3 separate regions of the Mus musculus genome follow, and regions 1 and 3 are each linked to region 2. A link is a contact called in public Hi-C data. All regions are on one chromosome and are shown on one strand. The core of a region is the stretch at or near the end of the contact, and the rest is flanking DNA. Distances in the headings are between cores, read along the strand shown.

The links. A called contact is a pair of places that touch in the nucleus more often than the background predicts.
Region 1: a contact with region 2 is called in a Hi-C map of bone marrow-derived macrophages, with 41 read pairs. The contact joins two enhancer-like sites. A contact is called at or near these places in 1 of 15 datasets of contacts at CTCF or cohesin (CD8 T cells), 4 of 484 Hi-C or Micro-C datasets (CD8 T cells, bone marrow-derived macrophages, morula and 1 more), 7 of 115 datasets of contacts at active chromatin or transcription factors (CD8 T cells, the SCID.adh cell line, bone marrow-derived macrophages and 3 more) and 1 of 9 other capture datasets (bone marrow-derived macrophages).
Region 3: a contact with region 2 is called in a Hi-C map of bone marrow-derived macrophages, with 42 read pairs. The contact joins two enhancer-like sites. A contact is called at or near these places in 1 of 15 datasets of contacts at CTCF or cohesin (CD8 T cells), 3 of 484 Hi-C or Micro-C datasets (bone marrow-derived macrophages, morula and peritoneal macrophages), 5 of 115 datasets of contacts at active chromatin or transcription factors (CD8 T cells, bone marrow-derived macrophages, embryonic stem cells and 2 more) and 1 of 9 other capture datasets (liver).

What each region holds. Positions count from the first base shown.
Region 1 is chr2:128,332,917-128,336,272 of GRCm38.p6, reverse strand. The region is part of intron 1 of Morrbid (myeloid RNA regulator of BCL2L11 induced cell death); the gene reads left to right. Among named protein-coding and RNA genes, the nearest start is that of Gm14010, 88 kb to the left of the region's middle. Within about 2 kb of position 1,457, at least 68 of the 459 cell types and tissues checked have an H3K27ac peak or open chromatin away from gene starts, as enhancers often do. A contact at or near this core is called in the SCID.adh cell line and bone marrow-derived macrophages, where this site is marked.
Region 2 is chr2:128,202,952-128,206,674 of GRCm38.p6, reverse strand. Gm14009 (a long non-coding RNA gene) reads right to left here. Exons shown (of 3, transcript XR_866719.1): 3 at 1,395-2,282. Among named protein-coding and RNA genes, the nearest start is that of Gm14009, 35 kb to the right of the region's middle. Within about 2 kb of position 2,459, at least 84 of the 459 cell types and tissues checked have an H3K27ac peak or open chromatin away from gene starts, as enhancers often do. A contact at or near this core is called in the SCID.adh cell line and bone marrow-derived macrophages, where this site is marked.
Region 3 is chr2:128,359,209-128,362,820 of GRCm38.p6, reverse strand. All of the region lies in intron 1 of Morrbid (myeloid RNA regulator of BCL2L11 induced cell death), which reads left to right. Among named protein-coding and RNA genes, the nearest start is that of Gm14010, 62 kb to the left of the region's middle. Within about 2 kb of position 2,015, at least 24 of the 459 cell types and tissues checked have an H3K27ac peak or open chromatin away from gene starts, as enhancers often do. A contact at or near this core is called in bone marrow-derived macrophages, where this site is marked.

The DNA of each region.
Region 1 (3,356 bases), core at 208-2,707, 130 kb before region 2:
GTGCTTTCAGATGTCAGTTTCAGCTGATTGTTTCTGAGGCTATGTGACCATTATTCTGTATCCTGTGGTGCGTTTTATAGACTGATATCAATTTGTAGAGCTCCATTATGGATGGATGTCTCCAGATGAGTGCAAGTTTCAAACCATGGAGTGAAGATATGGAGTATGATGGCGTTCAGAGGGAAAGTGGAGAAGGGTACTAAACTGTGACACCTTTCACCTAAGATGGGGTCTTCCTATACTGGGGGACGGGAATCCTGCTGCGCAGAGCCTGGAGCAGGCAAAGCCAATGAGGCCTCTTCCTCCCACTTGTGGAGACACCTACAGACCCACGAGAGGCTCCAAAGCCACAGCAGGGCTGTGGTTTTCATTTGCCTTCAATACTGGAGTCATCATGTAAAAATCCAGTGATTTCTATCTCAGCAAAACTCAGAAAAGTAGACCACAGGGTCTACTTCCTCCCAGTGTTAGTCTGCTGAAGCCATTATTAGCCATTTGCTCGAGGACCAGGGCTCTAAGCCACCATCCAGACTGCTTGCTCAGCTCTGTGCTGGAGTTAACAGTGTAGCTTCAGATTGTAGCTGTAGGTCCAAAGCCAAAAGACCCTGAGAGAGCACAGAGCCTGCAAAAAGACACATGCCTCAACCCATGCCAACCCTTCCTGGGGCAGCAGGAGGCGGGGGTGGGGGTGAGGGGTGGGGTGGGGGATTGGTGTTCGTAATGATTTGGATATAAAAAAGGTCTCTGCAAGACTTCTGGGTTGAAATTTTAGGCCTCAGCTGGTAGATCCAATCATTGAGAAGTTATTGGTTGATTGAGGGTTATGATTTAATCCATGAGTGTGATTCTGATGGGTATAGAACTTGATGTCATTAGTGGGAAGTGAAGGAAACCAAGCCCCTGCTCCCACTACAGTGATCTTGCCACAGGCTTACAACCAATAGAACATGTCAACTATGAGCTGTAACCTGACCCAAAGGAAACCGTCATTCCCCCACCCCCGCTACTTTTGAGTTGTTTGCTTAAGGTGTTCTGTGTCCTCTCTGTGTGAGTAGCTAGCATACTGTCTTTCTCATGGGCCAGAACTCAAAATTCAAGAGACATCCCAACTGTAGTCTCCTCCTGGGCTCATGGGGGCGGGGGGGGGGGGGGAAGTAAGTCGAGAGGCTGAACTGCAGAAAAGCTGTGGGAAGGTCTTGAGTTTGTCTGTAACTAATCTTGAACCATTTTGGCTTTTAAAATTCACAGCAAATCCGGCCCAGTCAACACATCTGTGGTTAAGTGTGAGGCGCAAACACACAGACTGAGTGTGGATGGGTTTTTCCTCCCGCCCCACCCCCTGACTCCTAACTCCATCCTTACCCTGCAAGTTGTAATCTTATCATGTTTAGCTGGTTCCACATAAACAGATCTAGGTATATTTTCAGCTGAGACCTGTTAAGAACAGATGTGCACATGGCTCCCCAGTGCTGATCCATTTAAGTGGGGTTTCCATCAACAGCTTCAGTTCTCTCCCCTTCCTTGAAGGGGGAAAGAATTAAAATACATAACCCCCGTTGAAGTGGGTATCACGTACTTCTGGGTTCTGGGCAGCTTGGGTTTGTCAATGGCTTCCAAACAGCAATCTGGCTCCTGAGGCTGTGAGCACAGAGGGTGTGTTTGATGGACAATGTTGGGGTCGGGGGCACACACAGTGAGCCAGCTACTCCGGTTCTCCCCTGCACACGCGGGAACCTTTCCTTGAGAACTACAAATCCTCTGATCTGAGGCTTGAGAAAGCTCTTCACCTCCCAGGACCGCCAGGCAGCATGGGGTTTGGTGGAGTCCAGATGTAGTTAATGAAAATTAGCCACATGTGGAAGGGCATTCTGTCTGATTCTACTTCCATGAAGTGCTAAGAGCAGTTAACTTTAGAGAGATGCCGAATGGAAGCTGTCAGGGGCTGAGGGGAGGGAAGTGGACAGCGATTGCTCATGGGCTGTAGAGTCACAATGTTGCAAGTGGCCTGGAGAGTATGTTACACAACAGTGGGGAGGTAGTTAATGCTACAGAGATGTGTTCCTAAAATGGTTAACAGGGTGAAGGAGATAAAGACTGGAACTCATCAATGTAGCCAACAGCATTAGTGACTTTTGTTGTTGCTGTGGCCAAATACGTGACAAGAAGCAGTTAAGGGAACATGGGCTTATTTTTGGCTCGTGATCCACGTTGGTGTGGGAAGAGGGGGCTGAAGGGGCGGGAAGAGATAGGTCACGTGTCACACTCAGTCAGGAAGCAGAGGGAGATGACTGCTGGTGCCAGCTTGTCATTTCATTAGATTTAAGCCCACAGCGAGGTGCTACCTTCAATTAAGGGAAGTTTCCCCGCCTCCATTAACCTACAGGCATTACCCAGAATCCCTCACAGGCATTACCCAGAGGCCTGTCTCCTAGGTAACTCTGGATCCTGCCAGGCTGATTACATCAACATCGTGTCACTTAGGGAAGGATGTGGGGGGATACAGAGATAGGCAGACACCTAGTGAGGTGTGGCCTGTTGCTCAGGCTGGCCCCAACTCAGGTGGGGTGAGCAAAGTCGGGTTATGATTGCTCAGATTCGACTCCCCAAGAACAGTCCTCAGGTGGGCCTCTCACTTCTCCCCTGAGAGTTTGGCAGCCTCCTACACATTGCAACCATATGGGGCCATCTGTGGTGGTATCCTCACTGCTCACTGTGACTCAGAGCTGTGTCCTAGAGGCCTCTCATTCTCTTGCAGCTTCAGGAAGGCCCTTCTTTCTACCTCCAGTTGTCTCTGGGTAAAGCAGAGTTCAAGTTGTCCTCTTGTCAGCTTGGTGCTAGCCTTGGGAAGCAGGGAAGGGGGTCTAGGGTAGGGATCCAATCACGGTGGGCAAGCGGAGCGAAGGAATCCTGCTTCCCACCTTGGTCCACCCACGTCCCCGGCAGCGTGGGTCTGCACACACCGCTCTGCTTCGTTTCATACTGTTAAAAGGGGAGCAAAGGATTGGGGCGATAGCCCAATTGATAAAATGTTTGTCTCCTAAGCACCCACAGAGAGAAAGGCTAGACTCTGGGGAGACCAAGGCAGGCTGATCCCTGTAGCTCCCCTTGAGGCTTCCAGGCCAGTGAGAGATTTTGACTCAAAAATAAGGTGACCAAGACTGGGCTGCACAGCCTCTAACTACCTTTGGGGTGGGGGGGTAAAGTCTTCCTAAATCCTGTCGAACCTGGCAGCCTCTTCAAGACACAGTAACATGAAAATGTAATGTGCCTGTGGCTCTGCCGGGACCTCCAGGGTTGATATAACCTCAAACGTGCCTCTGGACCCTCGAGGTGGTAGGCAATGGGCTCCAAGAGCA
Region 2 (3,723 bases), core at 1,210-3,709:
GGTGATAATACACCTCTACAAAACTAGAGGGAGATGGGACTTTGGTCCCATCTTTGGTTTGGACAGAGCCAGGGTGGAGCTGGGCACAGAGCAAGAGGCCCTGGCTGCTCAGTATTTTCTCACACAGAAGGATCATGGAAAGAACAGCTATTCTACATTGGGAAACCATTGAGACCCTTACCGAGGCCTCCCTGGGAAGGCTCTGGCTCCAAAATGAGCAATGTCTGAATGAATTTGTCAGGGGACCACAAGACCATCTCTACCCACTCACCCCCCCTGCAGCTGCCTGCCACCAAGATGGTCATGACATCACGTCTAAAGAGGCACCAAGACCCTTGAAAGAAAAGACTCCAGGAGGGCATAACTCTGAGGACGTTGATGTTGAAGAAGGGCTTGTGGTTCTCCACTAGGTGGGAGGTTAGGACACAGCTTTGTCCTAGCCTGTCCTCAGAGCACAGGCTAGAGTTGAAAAACTCACTGGGGCAGGTATTTAGGGTATGTAAAGCATCTAGAAAAATCAGTGTTTAGTTCTGTATAGTAAGAACTGAACATTTGGGTGGATGGATGAAGTCGAGGCCTCCTACCAAGCATTTAGGGCAGCGATAGGATTCCTGTTGGATCTGGTATTATCCAGTCAGCACCCAACTAACCTAGAAACATTCATAATCACGGCTTTGGATACATTTACTATTGATGATGGATACATTTACTATTGATGAAATTGATGGCTGTACTGTCAGAGAGGAGCCCTGTGTGTACAAAGAGGCCTAAGCCAGAGTTCTGTTTTACAGTAGGCAGCCCATCACCTCTTGCACACAAATGTCCTCCTCCTTGGGGTTTTAATAATCTGTTAGGGCCAACAATATAAAATCAGGGACAACGGGTTTGTGTTGAGCACAATGGTGCTTCATGGGGCCAAGGGAGTAAAGTCAATATACTATGTGAGAAACAGTTCTGGATGCAAACCAGGTGGCAGGAAATATCATGTAAGGTTAAGTACAGAAAAGAAACTGTGGGGAAGCCAGTAGGCCCTCCCCGATGGCTGGGGAAGCCAGTAGGCCCTCCCCGATGGCTGGGGAAGCCAGTAGGCCCTCCCCGATGGCTGGGCCCTGCTCACATTTGCACTGAGGTGGATGAGCATGCACAGGGTTTATTTGTAAACGAGCAAAGAGGAACCTAAACCACTTTGATCACACACACCCATTTTAATCAGTTCCGTATATCTATTACTGGAAATTAAGATAAATACCTACAAACTGGGAAAATCGACTATCTAATTATTTACCTTCTAACCAGATTACCCCTAAATTCTACTTATATTTTCACATCCTTGTATTTCATCTCAGACGCTAGGCTTCTGAAGCTCATAGAGTATTTGAATTCACTCACTCTTCTTTGGGTCAAATTGGAACATAAAGATATAATGAAATCATTCACTTGCATTCAGACTTTACACATCCCATATAGATCAATGGGGACAAGTTTGGAAGACATATCGCAGCATCAGACAAATAGAAGAACGGAAATGCATTACAGATCTCACGCAGAGATTGGTCAAATGATTGCAGCAAATGAGTCGAAATATATCACAGAACTTGTACATAGACTAGTCAAAATGATTGCCAAAGAACTGAAATAAATCACAAAATACATGCATAGATTATTCAAAATGATCTCTGTACAGTTTCATCTCAAAAAAAAAAAAAAAGCTTTTACATCAGTATTATCAGCAGTAAAGGGCAATGTACAATTTCAGCCTAAATTGACTGTCCTACTTTCTCCCCAGGGCAGCATTCTCAGAAGGATCCATCTATGATCCAGGCAGAAAGAGCAGATGTATCTGAATGGTCCACTATCTTCTTCAAACTGATTTCCACAAAGACCAATAGCTCTATCCAATCCTTATAATCTGTTTCTCTTTGCTACAGAGTCATTCTGTACCAACAGTAATGTCTGGACCCTTCTCCTGGGAAAGGCACTTTGAACCTTCCCCATGGTTCTCCACATCTGTTCTCCACCCATTCTCCCTCCAGCGGTGGAGATGATGATGATGGTGGTGGTGGTGATGATGATGTCCTTTTCTGGTCAAGGAGAAGAAAGCTTCATAGCACTATGGTTGAAGGTCAGCTTTCCTAGGTCTTTTGCTAACATTTCTGTTTGTGGGGTTTCTGAATCATCGGAGGATACTTGTTTGAAGGATGTCTGAGGAGATCTTGGGTTCAAACTTGAGTCAAACACCGTTGATGCCCCCAAAAGTTAGCTCCAAACAGAATTGCTTAGTCCTGGGAAAAAATGAAAATCCAAGCTCCAACTGGCAAAGCAGAGAGGACCTGACAAGTGAGCGTTTTCGACATCGTAGAAGAGAAATTGGATGACTAAGAACAATCATCTTCCTGACAGATTATGATCTTGGTCAGCCTGGCTCTGCTGAGTCACTCTGCTAAATAGTTCCCCTCACGTGGCCCAGCTGCCACCTGTCCCCAGAGGCGCCAAAGGCCACCTGATCCCAACCACAACTTCAGCTCTCACTACTTGGGTTGTTCCTGCTGCTGTATTTGTTTTGTTCTTAGGTTAAAAGCATAATATGTATACAAAATTATGTACCAGGTAAACGTTCACAATTAGCTTCATGTCAAAATTAAAATTAGCATGATCATAAACTGTCTGGTTTAACCACACCTTCTTTTAAGCAACTATTTACTCTACTCTGTAGAGTGTTCCTTTGAAGAATGTTCAAGAAAAAAAGGGAAGTTGCAAAATAATAGGTAGCATTCTCTCTCTCTCTCTCTCTCTCTCTCTCTCTCTCTCTCTCTCTCTCTCTCTCTCTCTCTTCCCTACCCCTCTATGAGTAACTAACAAACCATCAAGCACTGTCTTCATGAGGCTACTCAGCTACTCATACAAGGAATCTTTTTTTTTTTTTTGAAGATTTATCTTCATGTTTACTTACGTGTCTGCATGTGGGTATGGGCATGTTAGTACAGGTGCCTGGGAGGCCAGGAGAAGGGTCAGACTCCGGGAGCTGGAGTTACAGGTGTTGTCGGGTACCTGACGTGTGTCAAGAACTCAGCTCATCTGGAAGAGCAGCAAATGCTCTTAGCCGCTCAGCCATCTCTCCCAGAGGAATACAATATTTATTTAATTTTTTTTCTTTTCTCTATTGAGCGATCATTTTATTGTCTGTTTATATTACTTTTGCAATCAAAATGTCAAATTTTACAGGTGAAGAGACACCAGGGCAGGGTAAGACTGGGGGATTTTTTTTCCAGTGATAAACCATCTCCCTAACTAAGTTATTCTCTCATTCATTGCAATTTATTCTCACTTCCTCCTTGGCTTGGGCTCACTCTGTAGATGAGGGAAGTGTTGAGCGTCTGCTCTGAACTGAGGAGGGGACTGTGTGTACGATTTCACCTGTCACTGTGAAAATGTCCAAATATAAAAACCCAGCAAGAAAGCATGGCATTCTTAGCATGAGCACCCATAACTGTCCACTTTCTGCCCAAAGCCCCCACATTCTTGCCCCTGCTTGGTAGCTACAGCCTAGATGGAGCACTTGCCTTGATTGATGTGAGACCTACTCCTCCCCCCCCCCCACGCACTGTGGGTGGCCGTTTTTTCAGGGAGCAGTCCAGATAAAAAATGGAGGGAAGACTGTCTGCCTTCTCCTGTCTCGACCTCCCCCGCCCCCGGCCTCCCCCCCCCCCCCCCCCCCCCCCCCCC
Region 3 (3,612 bases), core at 766-3,265, 160 kb before region 2:
TTGCTTCAGCATTAGATTCATTCCCTCAAGAGAACCTGGATTGATCCAAAATGTAGAGATCTAGAATATAACTTCCCCACGCTGTTAAGGCTTTCACAGAATCAAACTTCCAACTGAGTTTTGATTTTTCAGCAAACTTTTGTTCAAAATGGCTAGCTGGAAATTATCTTAGATGTGCAGGCCCTTCAGTGTCTTAGAGCTTCTCTGCCAGTGTAGCATAGCAACAGCCAGAGGTGATGCACAGAGGAGAGCCATTGTGTTCTAATAAAATGTTATTACAAACAAGACAAAAACTCTGGGCAGCCTAGGAATTTGGAGCAATGGACAGTAGTTTGAGACTCCATCATTTTCAACTCAAGACACCATTAAAAGTAATATTAGGACGCTAGCGTTTTAGATATAGGGTCAGTCCAACCTACCAGAAGTGAACGTGGAGGCAGGGTCCTTGCAGGTAGGCAGTAGAAGTATGGGGACATTGTTGTCACAGCCAGGTATCCTGGGCCAGGCAGAGCCCAATTAACATTCTACATAAAAGTTCCCTGGCCTAGCTTAAGAAACCAGACACCAGGCAACTGAGTGCATCCCTACTGCTGCCAGTGTGTGTGTGTGTGTGTGTGTGTGTGTGTGTGTGTGTTGCTAACTATGGTGAATCTAGGGAAGACCATCCACATCTCCCCAGAGGGACAGATGCATGAGGCCTGAGCATATTGGCACAAGGTCCTTTGGACGAATCACTATGAACCCCAGGCTCATACGTCTGCTATGCTATCTTCCTTGTTCCTCGGTCCTGGTCCCGGGAAGAGTACCCATCTGAGTGGGGCCCTGTGCTGTCTACCTACAGATCACAGTGATGTGAGAACGTGGTCCCGGTGTCTTACGTCCTGGCCTTAGTTCCTGGTCCTGCCTCTCCCTGGCCCAGGCAGCAAAGGCCACCACAGTGAGCAGACCCCATAACAGACAGGGGACAGTTCACAGTACAGCCCTGAGTCACTCTACCACCAAGACAATTTTTGCAACCTCTCTGAGCCCTAGTTTCCCCTTTGGTAAATGGATGACAGGATTAGCTTTTGCCCGGAGGAGATGTAAGGAAGAAGAGAAGTAGGACCTAGAAAAGGCCAGCCCCCAGAGAAGAGGCCTCCACACTGAGCTGCCAGGAAAGGCTTCTGCCATCTGTTCATGCCTCAGAGCCAATGCTGCTCAGAGGGGAGCCTGGCCAGGTATTTAAAAGGGACCTTGACTTACTTTGTGGTAATCAATCTGGCCCTCTGTTTGAGAGTCTGAGAACCACACTCAGTTTCATTCACACCCTGCCTGCCCTTCATGCCAGATGTGGCCCTTGCCTCTCCAGTGTTATTCAACCCTCACATGCAGCTTTCAAAAACACCCCAAACTCATCACCATGTAGGGGTGGGGAAAACTGAGGCACTCAATTTAAACAATCCCCCAGGGCAAAGGAAAGTCCTGGTGCTGGGATTAGAACCTGTGGTGAGCACCTGAGTTGTCCCTCCTAACCACAGGTATCTAGGACACAGCATGGGCTAGGCCTTAGCTGGACATGGAGGTGCTCTGAGTCCACACTGGGACAACTGAGGCAAGGCCCAGCTCTCTATGGGACACACCTGTTCCTTTAGCGCCAGCTGCCCTGAGCAGGACATAGTGAAGTCACTAGCTCCACTGGACTCTTAGCTTTCCAGAGCCCAGGGACATTCAAAGGTGTGGGCAATGAGAGCCTGGGATTGCACTGTGCAGAGGACAGCAGAGGAGGAGGGTGTCACCAACAGTGACTAGAGATGGACATGGCTTTTGTCATCATCTCCATGCCCTTGAGGTGGGAAGGATGAGTCAGGTAGGAAGGCAAGTGGTCCCCTAATTCCTGAAAGGGGGCTCCTGGCTCCTGGTTGGAGCTCCATTTGCCTGTATCCTGGGCCTGGGAACAGGGACTCTGGGAGTAGAGCTGAGCCCCCACTGGGAAGTGAGAGCCTGGCTTAGTTCCTCATATGAGGCACACCCAAATTCCCAAGGCCTCAAGTTGCTCAACTGTGTCAGGGAAAGCCTGGGCCACCGCTTTCCGAATAGTGGCTGAGTCTAAACTTTGGTGACCAGAGTCTGGCCTGTCTGGCCTCAGAGACTGAGGAACACACTCTCCATGTCCCATAGTCCACACAGGGAGGAGAGAGCTGCGATTCTGATGGCCAAGGGACAGCTGTTCCCCATTCATCTTTGTCAAGCTCTGACGCCTTTGGGGACTAAACTTGAAGGACAATTTTGACGGTTGTAACCAAGAGAGCTGAAGGAGGTCAAGGACACCCTACCCCAACCCTACCCCTGCGTTATTCTGGGACTTTTTTCTTGCTCAGGAGAAGACATTTTGGTAAACAAGGGCTGTGACCAAATGTACCTCCCCTCCCCCTCTCCCACACCACACTCTGTCACCCAGGCTGGAAAGAAATGAGCCAGCAAGAAGTATTTCATGTCTAGCTACCATCTTTTGAGACATACCTGCTTGGGACACCTATGAACCAAGACCCTTGGCCCAGTTCTACCGCCACCTCCACCTAACCATCATGAACATACACACACACACACACACACACACACACACACACACTGTGATTTAAATGCCTTAATGGCCTATGGCCCTCAAAGCAAAGCCCCTCAGGGAGCCTTTAGCAGTTCCTACTCTGAGTGCTGCCTGTCTGGACTTCTTCCTGGGATATAACTCTAGGTGGGTACCTGGCAGCCCTGTTTATTCGGACCTTTGGCCTGGCCCTGTTCCCAACATGCACTGCAGCTCGCATGGTGGGTCCTCCTTTTCGCCTTATAGAATAATCAATTCCCGCCAGCTGGGTGATTTAGGCCGAGAGTGGGCACAGTAAGCGAGATGCTGAATGACTCTCAGAGCCACGGGCTCCGAGGTGCCTGGCCCAGGGGACTTTCGGGAGGGGTTGCAGGCTCCAGTATTTGGAGGCTGTTTCCCAGCAGGAGGAAGTCTGGACACCTCCTGGGATTTCCCTGTGGCTTAAGGAACCCGCTTGGTTCCTCTAGCTTTTGCTCTTCTCCTGCAGAGTACCCGTCTTTCCCATGCTGCCTTCAACTCTTGGGAGCTTCCAGTAGCACCGATGTTTGCTGGTACAGTTCAGGAGGCTGAAATAACTCTCACTAGCAGGAGTCAAGGTGCCATGGGTCTGGTACCAGCAGATAGCTTTCGCCTCCCTCTGTTTTGGTTTCTCTAGGCTATTAGCACTCCTTGTCTGTGGACCCTTCCTCTCTCTATATTACAGAATGACTCTTCTGCCCACCCCCATCTCCCCTCCTCTGGCCTTATGTCTCTGTTTTATGAGGCTCTGGATGATAACAAAGTTGTACTCGGGGACCAGAGGCTGCAGGTGTTTTGAGAGTGAGTCTCCTGCCGCTCCCACCTGTGTGCTGAGGTTGCAGGTGAGCACTGTGGGGCCCAGGTGAGAGTGTGTTTTAGTTACATTTATATCGCTGTGACAAAACAACATGACCTGGGCTATTATTAGAAGGAGGGGGTTACTTGGGATCACAGGTCCAGAGGGATAAAGTCCCCTGCTGCTATGATGAGGAAGTGCGGCAGCAAGCAGGCATGAC